Linked DNA regions of Sus scrofa: region 1 is linked to region 2. The links are chromatin contacts, called in public HiChIP or PLAC-seq maps. All regions are on one chromosome and are shown on one strand. Each heading gives the region's core, a stretch centred on a gene start, on an enhancer-like site or on the middle of the called end of the contact. The rest is flanking DNA. Distances are from core to core; before and after follow the strand shown. Region 1 has its middle 27 kb from the start of ZEB2. Region 2 has its middle 180 kb from the start of ZEB2.

Evidence for each region. HiChIP or PLAC-seq counts read pairs in DNA pulled down with a chosen protein or histone mark.
Region 1: a contact with region 2 is called in an H3K27ac HiChIP or PLAC-seq map of alveolar macrophages. The contact joins two enhancer-like sites. A contact is called at or near these places in 1 of 47 Hi-C or Micro-C datasets (epiblast stem cells) and 1 of 2 datasets of contacts at active chromatin or transcription factors (alveolar macrophages).

Annotation. Positions count from the first base shown.
Region 1 is chr15:7,469,369-7,474,906 of Sscrofa11.1, forward strand. No RefSeq gene overlaps it. Among named protein-coding and RNA genes, the nearest start is that of ZEB2, 27 kb to the right of the region's middle. Within about 2 kb of position 3,118, at least 2 of the 83 cell types and tissues checked have an H3K27ac peak or open chromatin away from gene starts, as enhancers often do. A contact at or near this core is called in alveolar macrophages, where this site is marked.
Region 2 is chr15:7,314,434-7,319,970 of Sscrofa11.1, forward strand. No RefSeq gene overlaps it. Among named protein-coding and RNA genes, the nearest start is that of ZEB2, 180 kb to the right of the region's middle. Within about 2 kb of position 2,173, at least 5 of the 83 cell types and tissues checked have an H3K27ac peak or open chromatin away from gene starts, as enhancers often do. A contact at or near this core is called in alveolar macrophages, where this site is marked.

The DNA.
Region 1 (5,538 bases), core at 1,868-4,367, 160 kb after region 2:
ATCGTATATTCTAGGGACTCCAAACAGTACTTATAGCCATCATCCAAACACTCATATATGGGTTTGTCTTCATTTTGCACCTATTTATTCAGCACTAACTAGGCATTGGGTTAAAAAGATAAGGTCCCTGGCTTGTGCGGTCTACAGCTCAGCAGAGAGAAATAGACATGACAACAAAGGCCAGAAATGTAATAGGTTTATTGCCTTCAGCGGGAGCCCAAAGGTAGAAAGGAGCATACCTTAGTTAAGAAAAGGATGAAAGATCCTGCTGTGTAGCACAGAGAACTATATCTGATCACTTGTGACGAAACATGCTGGAGGATAATGTGAGAGAAAGAATTATTATATGTATAACTGGGTCACTTTGCTGTACAGCAGAAATTGACAGAACATTGTAAATCAACTATGATAAAAATTTTTTAATCAAAAAAAGAAAAAGAAAAAAGAAAAGGATGAAGGCAAGCTCTGCCTTCTACATGGTTTTATGCAAGACCAACCCTGATGGATTCAAAGGGGCAGAAAAAGTGCTCCTGTAATGTATACAGTGATGACTGCCTTTCCTCTTGCTTTTTCATCCTTGCCTCCCTGACTTATTGGAAAATACTTCAATTTTTCAGTAGAGGATGAAAGTATGAAAGAGCCAAAGTTAAATATCTGTTTTTAAGAGATGTTTTGGAGTTTCCATTGTAGCTCAGTGGTTTAAGAACATGACATAATGGCCTTGAGGATGCTGGTTCAATCCTTGGCCTTGATCGGTGGGTTAAGGATCTGGCATTGCTAAAAGCTGTGGTGTAGGGTGCAGAGGCAGCTCTTGTCCTGCATTGCTGTGCCTGTGGCCTAGGCCTGCGGCTGCAACTCCAATTCAACCCCTAGCCCCGGAACTTCCATATACTGCAAGTGTGGCCTTAAAAAGAAAAAAAAAAAAATTAAGAAGTTTCTGATCTAAAAGAGGAAAGGACCTATAAGAATTTCCAACAACCCACTTAGAGAAAAAAATGGAATGAAATATTAAGTATTGGATAAATTGCTCATCCTGCAGTCTAACAATGAACAAATACCAGGAGAAAAGAGGAACATCAATATTTTAAAATTATCTGACTGACTGACTCACAGCTTACAGATTCTAACTCTCAAAATCCTTATAAAAAAAGAAAAAAATGAAGATACTTTACAGTATTTTCCAGAGAAATAAATTTTTACATGTTCCCTATGCAAGCAGAAGGTGATAAGATGTAGTAATTTTAGTTCTAAACCTCAAAATAAGACCTTAAAAATTAAAAAGGAAACATCTATAGAGTCATGTCTAGATATGCCTAGGAGAACTCTGAAAGTGCACACACCAAGTAGTACAACACCTTGGAAGGATGGGAAAGTCTTTTCACTTGTTATTTTATATGATTTCATGAATATATGATGTGCTTTTGGTATTTTTCAGATAAAAAAAGAAAACCAGATGAGGCTAACCTTAAAAACTTTCATATATGCATGTTGCAGTATAAAAGAAGGAAGTCCACCACCAATGACTGTGTTGATTTACATAACAGACCCCTTTATCCATTGTTAATAGGAAGTACTACAGCACAGTGGTTAGAAATGGGGGTTTTTAAGTCAGATAAACTTTGGTTTGAATTTAAGCCTCATCCTCACTGGCTGTGAGATTGAAAAAATATAGTTTACTCACTCAAAACTTATGTTTCCATCTGTATAATGGGAATAATAATACCAATCTTTCAGATTTGTTGTTAAGATTTTAGAAGTTAATATTCTGATACATACTAAGTCCTTGGCTAAATACAATTAATTATTAGATTTCAGTTAACAAAAAACCTAAACCCAGGTGACTCTACAATGTTAACTGAATGTAAACATATAAGATCAGGAACATCAAACTGAAAATAGACTGTAAATAAAGCCTGGATTTGATAATAAGGCAGCTTAATTACTCAGATATTGATTAGGATGATAATGATGCTGTGTATCCTGTTTCTAAAGACATCATGTGCTTGCTTGCCCTTCTAGTTTCCTAAACAGTCAACAAACTGAAGAGATTGATCTTGAGACTTAACCATGTATGATTAAAAATAATAGGTGATATTGAAAGCATCTGGTTCAGCAAATGCTCTCAGCACTGAAAAGTCAAAGGACTCGTGTTGCTTTTTAAGAAGACAAACTGCCAAAAAAAAAAATGCTGATTGAATTTCTGAAAGGTAAACTGCTTAACAGAGAGGAATGAGGAGTTACTTTTTAAACAGTTAGAGGAGATTCAAGTGAAATTTATCACAGTTAAGCACCAAATCAAGACAAGAAAATAAATGTGATACAAATGAAAGTGGTGAAGCAGAGGTTTTAAAAGCAAGCTGTTTGGACAGTTAGTGGAAATTCTTATATGTTTACGTTATAAAATCACATAAAATAAACAGAAATAACAAGGTTAGGCTAAAAGGAAAATGGCAGGCAATGAACATGAAATCTACAAAATGTTTCAAATAATCCTCAACATCTTTCTACAATTATGAAACTTAGCCTCCTCATTAAAGAAAAAATTTTTAAGTCAGGGTGGGGTGGGGGCAGGGATTTAACAGTGGAGGGGCATAGATTGGTCTTGCTGTCTCAGCAAATATTGATATAAAACAATTTTGCTTCCCAACTTTGTAAAAAAGCATTTGAGCAGTGTATACATACCAGAAGAAATAATCATGCACAGAGGAGTAAAGCTGGCATACTGGCCTTTTATTCCTCTCTTTCCATTAAAGGGATCTAATCATATCTGGGGCACGGATGTAAAGCTGGCCCAAGATATTAACAGGGGAGGAGGCCATCTTTGCCATGAAATGAAAAGTCTCCTGCCTCCTCCAAGAAATCTGCACCCACAAACCAACCATAACTCGGCTTTGACTTAGAGAAAGATGAAGCCAAGGAACTATGTCCAAAGTTCCATTTTTGCTACCTGAGAGAAGAGAGAACACTCTAGATGTGTAGATTTCTCTGACCCTGAATTTTCTCCCGCCTGCCCATTAGCACAGATTAGTTTACTCTTCACATTGCCCCCTAGACACTAGGCAGAGAGAGCAAGCAGACTGAAACAGAAACAAGCCTTTGATGAGAATGGGAAGTGGGATGGGGGAGGGCATGATAGAGCAATAGGATAAGGCATCAGGCCAAAAAAACAGGTTCTGATGTACATACAGCGTCCATATTTTGCAAACCCAAACTCACGACACATAGCTTGACAATTATGATTGTGCTTGTGGGAAAAACAGGACAGAATATTTACAACCCAGGGTTGCCCTGGAAAATCTAGGATATATAAACATCACATCCATAAAGGCATTGAAAGTGGGAAGGCTAACATAACCTACTTGAGAATTCTGCATGTGCTGGTCAGCACATATGAAAGAAAGTTTGTTAAGTCACCCCAGTCTCTATTTATTTCGATCACAAAACAAATTACATATTTTTGACACGTTTAGGATCTCTATTCCAAAGACCTGCCGTAGGAATAGCAGGTGATATCTGAATGAAATAGATTTTTACAGTTGAGTTGAAGCATGCATAATATCAGATTAGACCGTTTGCCAAGCTTGCCAAATTGGTCTGTGCAAGCCTAGCAGAACTACCAAACTCACCCTGAGATTTTCATGTAATGAAAAAAAGGAAATATTCTCAAAAAAAAAAAAAAAAAAAAAAAAACCTGAGCACTCTGGCACACATCCTTCAGATTAGGCTCTACAAGTTTTTCAGAAAGAAAATTCGAATGTGTGCTTTTTTTCTTACATTACATCCATTTAATTACTCGCATGTGAGAGTCATTGTTTCTTATACAACACCCCCCCCCAAATACTTTAGTGAAACCTTCTTGTAGAAAGAAAAACAAAGGTCAGTAACCTAATACCCCCAAGCAACCCTACAACAACAAACCAGGGAGGGAAAAAAAGTGAAGAAATGCTCTGAATGGGAAAAAGATCTTTGTTTATTCTTTCGATGATAAAAGTTATGATTTTGCCAATAACTATGGATTGATAGTGTGCCCAACTTTTCGAGAATATATAAGGAGATCCCATAAAAAATGAGAAGAATGTTTTGTGTGAGGTCAGAAGCTTTTTAAGGACTAGAAACATATCAAATACAATACATCACATTTGTCTTGGCACCATGGAAACTTCAAGCAGGAAAATGTCTGGGGATTACCTAAGAAAGGGAAAGCTCCTCTCTTTCACATAAGGAAACTGAGGCACAGCAGCATGTCCAAGGTTACCTAGCCAGCTGCAACTGAGTCAAGGCAAAACCCCATCTCTTGCAGAGTTTACGGCTGAGCTTACTCATCTGTAAAATGAGGGTGCCGAACCTCGAGGTCAATGCCAACCGGAACATCCTGCAATGCTGCATTGATTGATTGCTTTGTAATCTACTTATTTGTATTTTGGCTCTTAAATAAAGGTAAGGCTGCCAGGTTTGACATATTTCCAGCCCTTAGAAAGCTGACCTGACAGTAAAGCCCTTCCAAAACATTTATAGAGACAATGTTCAGAACAATTTGCAGAATTTAATAAGGTGACATATTTTGAAACACAGGGTAGTTACAGGCAGCCAACCTGAGTGGATGCAGGCGAGGGAGGTATTATTTTTTTTTAATTTTCAAGATGTCACTGACAAGGGAGACGTATGCCAAATGGTAACACAGTCCTCCATTGAATTAAAAAAAAAAAAAACCTGGAAAAGGGCATGAAGAGCATGACACAAAATGAATGGGTGAAACATCAAAACAGGATATTGAGAATGAGAAAATACATTGATTAAAATTATTTGAAGTTTAAAGTCATATGATGCATTTTCTTTTCTGCTTATACCTGCCCCCAAAACATGGCCATGTAGACAGTTTCTAATATTAAATAGCCTACTATAAATCTTGGAAAGATACGCTAAAATCAGAGTACATAAATCAGTATAAAATCAGGATATATATATATTTTAAATCTTCTATACTTGTTGTAATGTTTCTTGCTTATCTTTACCATGGACTCAACATTATTTCATATAGTGCTAAGGTAGAATCTATATAGTAAAAGGAAAAAAAGACTATATGGCATAAATGTTGAGTGGATGGATGGATGATCACTTTGTTAAACGCAGGAATAACCAACGTATTACTATCTCAAAAAAGTCAATCGGATGTAGTATACCCGACATACATTATAGGAAAGACGATTTAAAAACACAATAATACAGTAAACTGAACATCATTTTAGGGTCATAGAGTGCTTTTTCCATTTTACCAGATATCATCACCACCCAAATCATTATTGGAGACAATTAAGATAACCAAAAGTACTTGGAGAAAATTGTTAGGAAGTCTGGTTGCCTGGTTACCTGACTGACTTCCCATCCTGTCAGATAACCAGGTAAACTTGCAGATCTATAATGCATTTCCCTACCTTGATAGAAGTACCAAAACTGTGCACTTAGACTTGATTTTGAGCTCATCACTTATTAGTTGTTTGTTCTTGGACAAATTACTTAACTTTTTGGTGACTGTTTAAT
Region 2 (5,537 bases), core at 923-3,422:
GCAGTTTGCAGACATGACTCAGATCCTGCATTGCTGTGGTTGTGGTGTAGGCCGGCAGCTGCAGCTCTGATCCAGTCCCTAGCCTGGGAATCTCTATGTGCTGCTCATGAGGCCCTAAAAAGTGAAAAAAAAAAAAAAACTATATATGCGAAGTCCAGGGGTTGGGGGGGGGGGTCTCTCTCTGATGGACAAGTTGAATCCAATTCAAATATTTGCAGCATCAATAGCAAACTAGATGTATCCAGAAAGTGAACAAACTGAATTATTCATGAGACCAAAGTTAAGTCAATATATCTCTATCTTAACCAGAGCCTTTCTAATAGTTTGCATGCTACAAAATATGCAGTACAATTAAGACTGATAAATATCATATGTAAACAGAGAAGAGAGACTGGTAATTTGTAAATCAGTTTGTAATATAATTGTCCTGACACTTAACTTTCATATTTTCAAAATACTTAAATATACTTAAATCAGAAAAATCTGTGCAGGGATGCTGTTAAGCTTTGAAGAATATTCGGGGAACTAGGAAACAGAAGGAAGGGAATTCACCTCCACCACTTCCTTAGAGGAGACAGACGTGACCAAGGTGATCTTTTCCTACTCTCCGTTCTGTAGTCTTTTAATCACACGATTTTCAAAGAAACCCACCTGAAAAATAATGAATGTATGTGTATGCATAACTGATTCACTTTGCTGTATACCCCAAACTAACACAACTTTGTAAGTCACCTCTCTTCCAATAAAATTTTAAAGAAGGAATGCCTATCATTGCTCACATGAGGATGGTAGTTGCATGATTCATGACTTCAGTCTCTTTTTTTGTTTGAAACTCTGACTCCATTCATCACGAAATTTACAAGTGAACTTGCAAACTGAATAAAACAGAAAACTACATAATGCCTTAATAATGGAATGATTTTTGGCATGCACTAGTTGTCTCTTCTCCATGGGTTCTGCTGGTCCCCCTCATCATTACCACCAGTAAAACACTAAACCACCACATTTTCTGTCTGACATCAAATCTATGATATCCTTCCTACATCATAATACTCAAATCAAACTGGTTTCCAAAAGGGATGTCTCCAGGCTGTGCCAGTCATCCAGGATCTTTCTGGTCAGGATCCTGAGACTCTGATTTAGCCTTGTGCTCTCCGAGCATGCAAAAATACAGCCATAGAGAGCTGAGCCATGCTTCTCCATGTGGGCTGAAGTTTCCAGGTGGCCCGTGTGTGTTATGATTATGCCTGGCCTCAAATAAAAGCAAATTGACAATCCCTCACCTCCCTCAAGACAGTGCCAATTTTTAAATAAAATGTCTAGTGGTGATTTATTGCCAGTGCAAACTGCCAGACTGGCAGCCCCATTTACCTACTAAGCAGGCAAATCAGTAAAAGCTATGTCAACCTTGCCCAGTTTCCCCAAGTATGTTCTAGAAGGCATTCCAAATTTCATGTGTATTCTGTTACTAGATTTCTTGTTTGTGTGCATTAGAAAACAAAATACCTAGCTGACCTGACTGACTTCAGAGAGTCATCATTCTTCCCTTGAGAGTATCCTGGGATCATCCAAGCTTATTTTCCATAGATCACACACCCTTACATTTAGATAAGAATTGTTGACCCTTAATCACCTGGCTAGAATATCAAATGGGGCTGCACAACTGAAAGAATTTCTTTCCTGCTTCTAATATCATCTCAAGGGCATGTTTCCTACCACTTCCCCAAGGACCCAACACCTGCCCTGGAGATTCTCAAGAGATATCCCTCACTTATTCCTCTCCAGCTTATAAATAACAGCACCTGTGGGGCTAAGTATAATTTTTTAAATGCTGAGCTAGGGGTGTTTTTTGGGGTTTTTTGTTGTTGTTTGTTTGTTTGTTTGTTTGGCTCTGTCCATCCCTATTATCCCATATTAAACGGATCTCTATTTTTGCCAGAATAACATGCTTGAGATTTTTACATTTCTCTTGTCAAAAGCCCTTCTTTCTATTTGAATAGGAATAGCAGTGCAAAGAAGACTGGGCTACATATAACTTATTTTAAAAGAGAAGGGGGAAAAAAAAAAAAAAAAACAGAGCCATCAATTCCTATTTCTTTAAGGTTACAGACAGCCTACTCTGACGAATGAAACCTCACCCAGTCTTACTTAAGCTGCCCAGAGTGACTAGTTATCAAGCCAATGAGAAGAAATCATTTATGTCTCTTCTTGATGCCTCCGTGTCATTGTACACGAAGTGCAGAGCCGTCTATATTTCATCAACCACTTTCTTCATGTATTATTTAATAAAATGTTTAGAGCATGCCTAATTACAAACATTTATTATAGAATCCAACCCTGGAAATGTGTGAGAATGTGCTAAATTGTTTCCTACCTAAAGTTTTAATGAGAGTATAATACCTCCGGCCCATATGCTTCAAGAACGTTATCCTTAATTATGTAACATGGGTATTTTACTGATATCTGTTAACTGCTCGAGCAGCTGTGGTTTTCTGCTTTTTTGCACAGCTCGGGAGGAGCAGTGAGTTCAGTTTCCCCTTTTTGGGGGGTTGCAAAATCCATACCCCAAACAGGTGTGTGCAATCACGAACCGCAGTGATGAACCCAAACTGTTGCCTTTCTAAAAATTCCACCAGCCGGTGACACATGCCAGTCAAGGTTGCACAACCTTGTTTTCCACCGGTTATTTTGATGATTCATTCCCCCATGGGGAGGTGAATTTCAGCTATTGTTCCTTAGCTCCTGTTTCTGATAACTAGAGGAATCACTTCCTCATTTTGATGATTTCTCTCTCTCTCTTTCCCTCTCTTGGTCATGCTCTTGCTGCCTCCTTGTTTCTTTTTTAAATTGAATTTAGATCCTTGGGAAGGTGCTGCCTGAAATGGCTATTCTCTTCTTCACAGACAAGGACTAGGAGAGGTGAAGCTAAAAGAAACACATTCACCTTAAGGAGAACTCTTCAAGTTGTGATTTTATTGCAATGAATTTACCTGGATGATATGTAACTATAAATCAACCATTCATTAAAAATAGAACAGCTCATAGCAATAAGTTAATATTGTCTGCTTTCAAATAATGACCTTGGAAAACTGTACATTGCTTCTATCGATTGCTTAAGACATGACTGTGGAATTGCAATAAAAACATCTCTCATATCGCTTTGAATTTCAAATGTGGCAAATCGTCCTCTTTAAAAGGTGGGTTTGATCTCTCCAAATATCCGAAGTTTATCCAGAGACAAGTCTAGTGGTAAATTGGTCAAGTCCTTTTTTTAATAAAAATAATTTTGATCATTAAATAATAAAATTAACTCTTTGTGAGGAATAAAAAATGAATCTAAAAATAATTTCAAAAAAGGAGATACAAAACATTTTGAATAGTAACAAATATCACTGAATTAAATGTAGTCTCCCTAACATGACTTCTCTGTAAATATTATATGCTTGCTAAAATTATACAATATTATTTCATCTTCACATCTTGGTTTTTCTAGGAGCAACTCAAATAATTTATTTTTTTTCTTCTTAAATGACAACAAAAAAAAATGCAATAAGAATACTCCATAGAAATTTTATTTTTAATTAATGATGTCTGCACAGACATGAGAGCACATCAACCCATTTCACACTGCTCTAAAGGTGTGGATTTTCTCGTCCAAGAAAGTGGTATGTCATAATGGTAATGGAATAATAGGTCATGGAATGTGATCATCCATATATTAAACCCTAATTTACCACTTTTGGTAAACTGGAGCAAGTGACTAGAATCTCAGTTTTGTCATCTGTTGAATATGGAAAATAAACATGTGACTTGCATGCATACTGTGAGAATTAAATGGATGCAAAAATCTCAAAGAAACTACCTAGCATAGGAAAGATAGCTAAAACATGGTGACTTAAAAAAAAAAAAAAAAAAAAGGGAGTTCCCATTGTGGCACAGTGAAAATGAATCCAACTAGTATCGATGAGGATGCAGGTTCAATGCCTGGCCTTGCTCATTGGGTCAGCAACCAGACACTGCTGTGAACTGTGGTGTAGATCAAAGATGTGGCTTGGGTCCCACGTTGCTGTGGCTGAGGTGTAGGCCAGCAGCTGTAGCTTTGATTTGACCCTTAGCCTGGGAACTTCCAGATGCCTTAGGTTCAGCCCTAAAAAAAAAAAAAAAAAAAAAGAATAAAGAAAATAAAATATGGTAACTTTTGTGATAGTTGTTATGATTACATACTGATGTCTGACCAGAGCAAGAGCTCCTGAAAAGCAAGTACCATGCCTCTGTCATGCTTGTTACTCAGCATTTAACATAGTGTCTAGCATGTAGTAGGGCTTAATAATTGTTTTTTGGACTAGGCTGAATATATCCTCTGGATATATCTAAGATTAAAAATTGGAAATAAGTAGAAAATTTTAAATTAAATTTATTATAAAAACAATTCTGGGGCAATGTGACCAGGTTTAGTTGATAATATATCCCATGCCCATTAATAATTAGAAAAAAGTATATTATTACATATTTTAATATACTTGATTTCTTGATCTAGCCCTTTCCTTCTCTCTTGAGTGTTTTTAGAAGCTTAGTTGTCATTGTGAAGTTGTCAATGCAAAATGATTTAGTTAGAAATAATCACAAACAAACCTTAAGCAGGAAACTCTAGGCAAGCTAGGTAGATTGAGTGGAAAGAATAGCAGAAGTCATAGATTAGCTGCCAGATGGGGAGATGGTGGGAGGAGATGGTGGATAGGAAGAACATTAAGCCACCACTTCTATAATTCTTGGTAGCTGCAGGGGTGTGGACTCCATAAGGGTGGTGGAGCACTGAAGCAGAGTCACACTTCCCTAAATACACAATGGGGTGAAGTCTCTATTTAACCTGCACCAGGAATAAACCTAATGCTTGGTCCTCACAAATCAACAATGCAAATGTGAACTCAGCAATAAAAAAAAAAAAAACTGTTATACAGATAAATGAAAAAATACCACTTAATCATTTCATTTTCCTCATTTTTTCTTCCTTTCTCTATGCTTTGACTATAGACATAAGACTGTGTAAAGAAAATAATTCAAAGATGAGACCATCTTAGGCTCAGTAGACAATTGTACAAGCTGTTTTTTATGAATTTAAAGCAATTTCTATACCTGCATAGATTTAAAGGTGAAAAGCTGGATAATCTCTTTCAGGTAATATCTTATTACAGAAGCTGAGAGGATTGTAACCATCCTATGGCAACCAACAGTCAAGTCTACTGAACCTCACTGAATTGCTGGTATATACCAAAAACAGAAAAGGAAATTTCTATGAAAACAAGCACATGCTCCATGAAACAAATTATGGTGCTCACAGAGCCTTTTCAAAGGGATGAGCAATCAAAGTACAACATACACATGTATCTTCAACTGTCAACCGTCAATAAGAATTCTCCTTGAACTTCTCACTCCAGAATATTACTAGTCTTGATTCTTCTCAAGCACCTGGCTATGAAGACCATGAACAACCTATTGAATTTGCACATAGGTACCCCTACTGAAGAAACTTTGCTTTG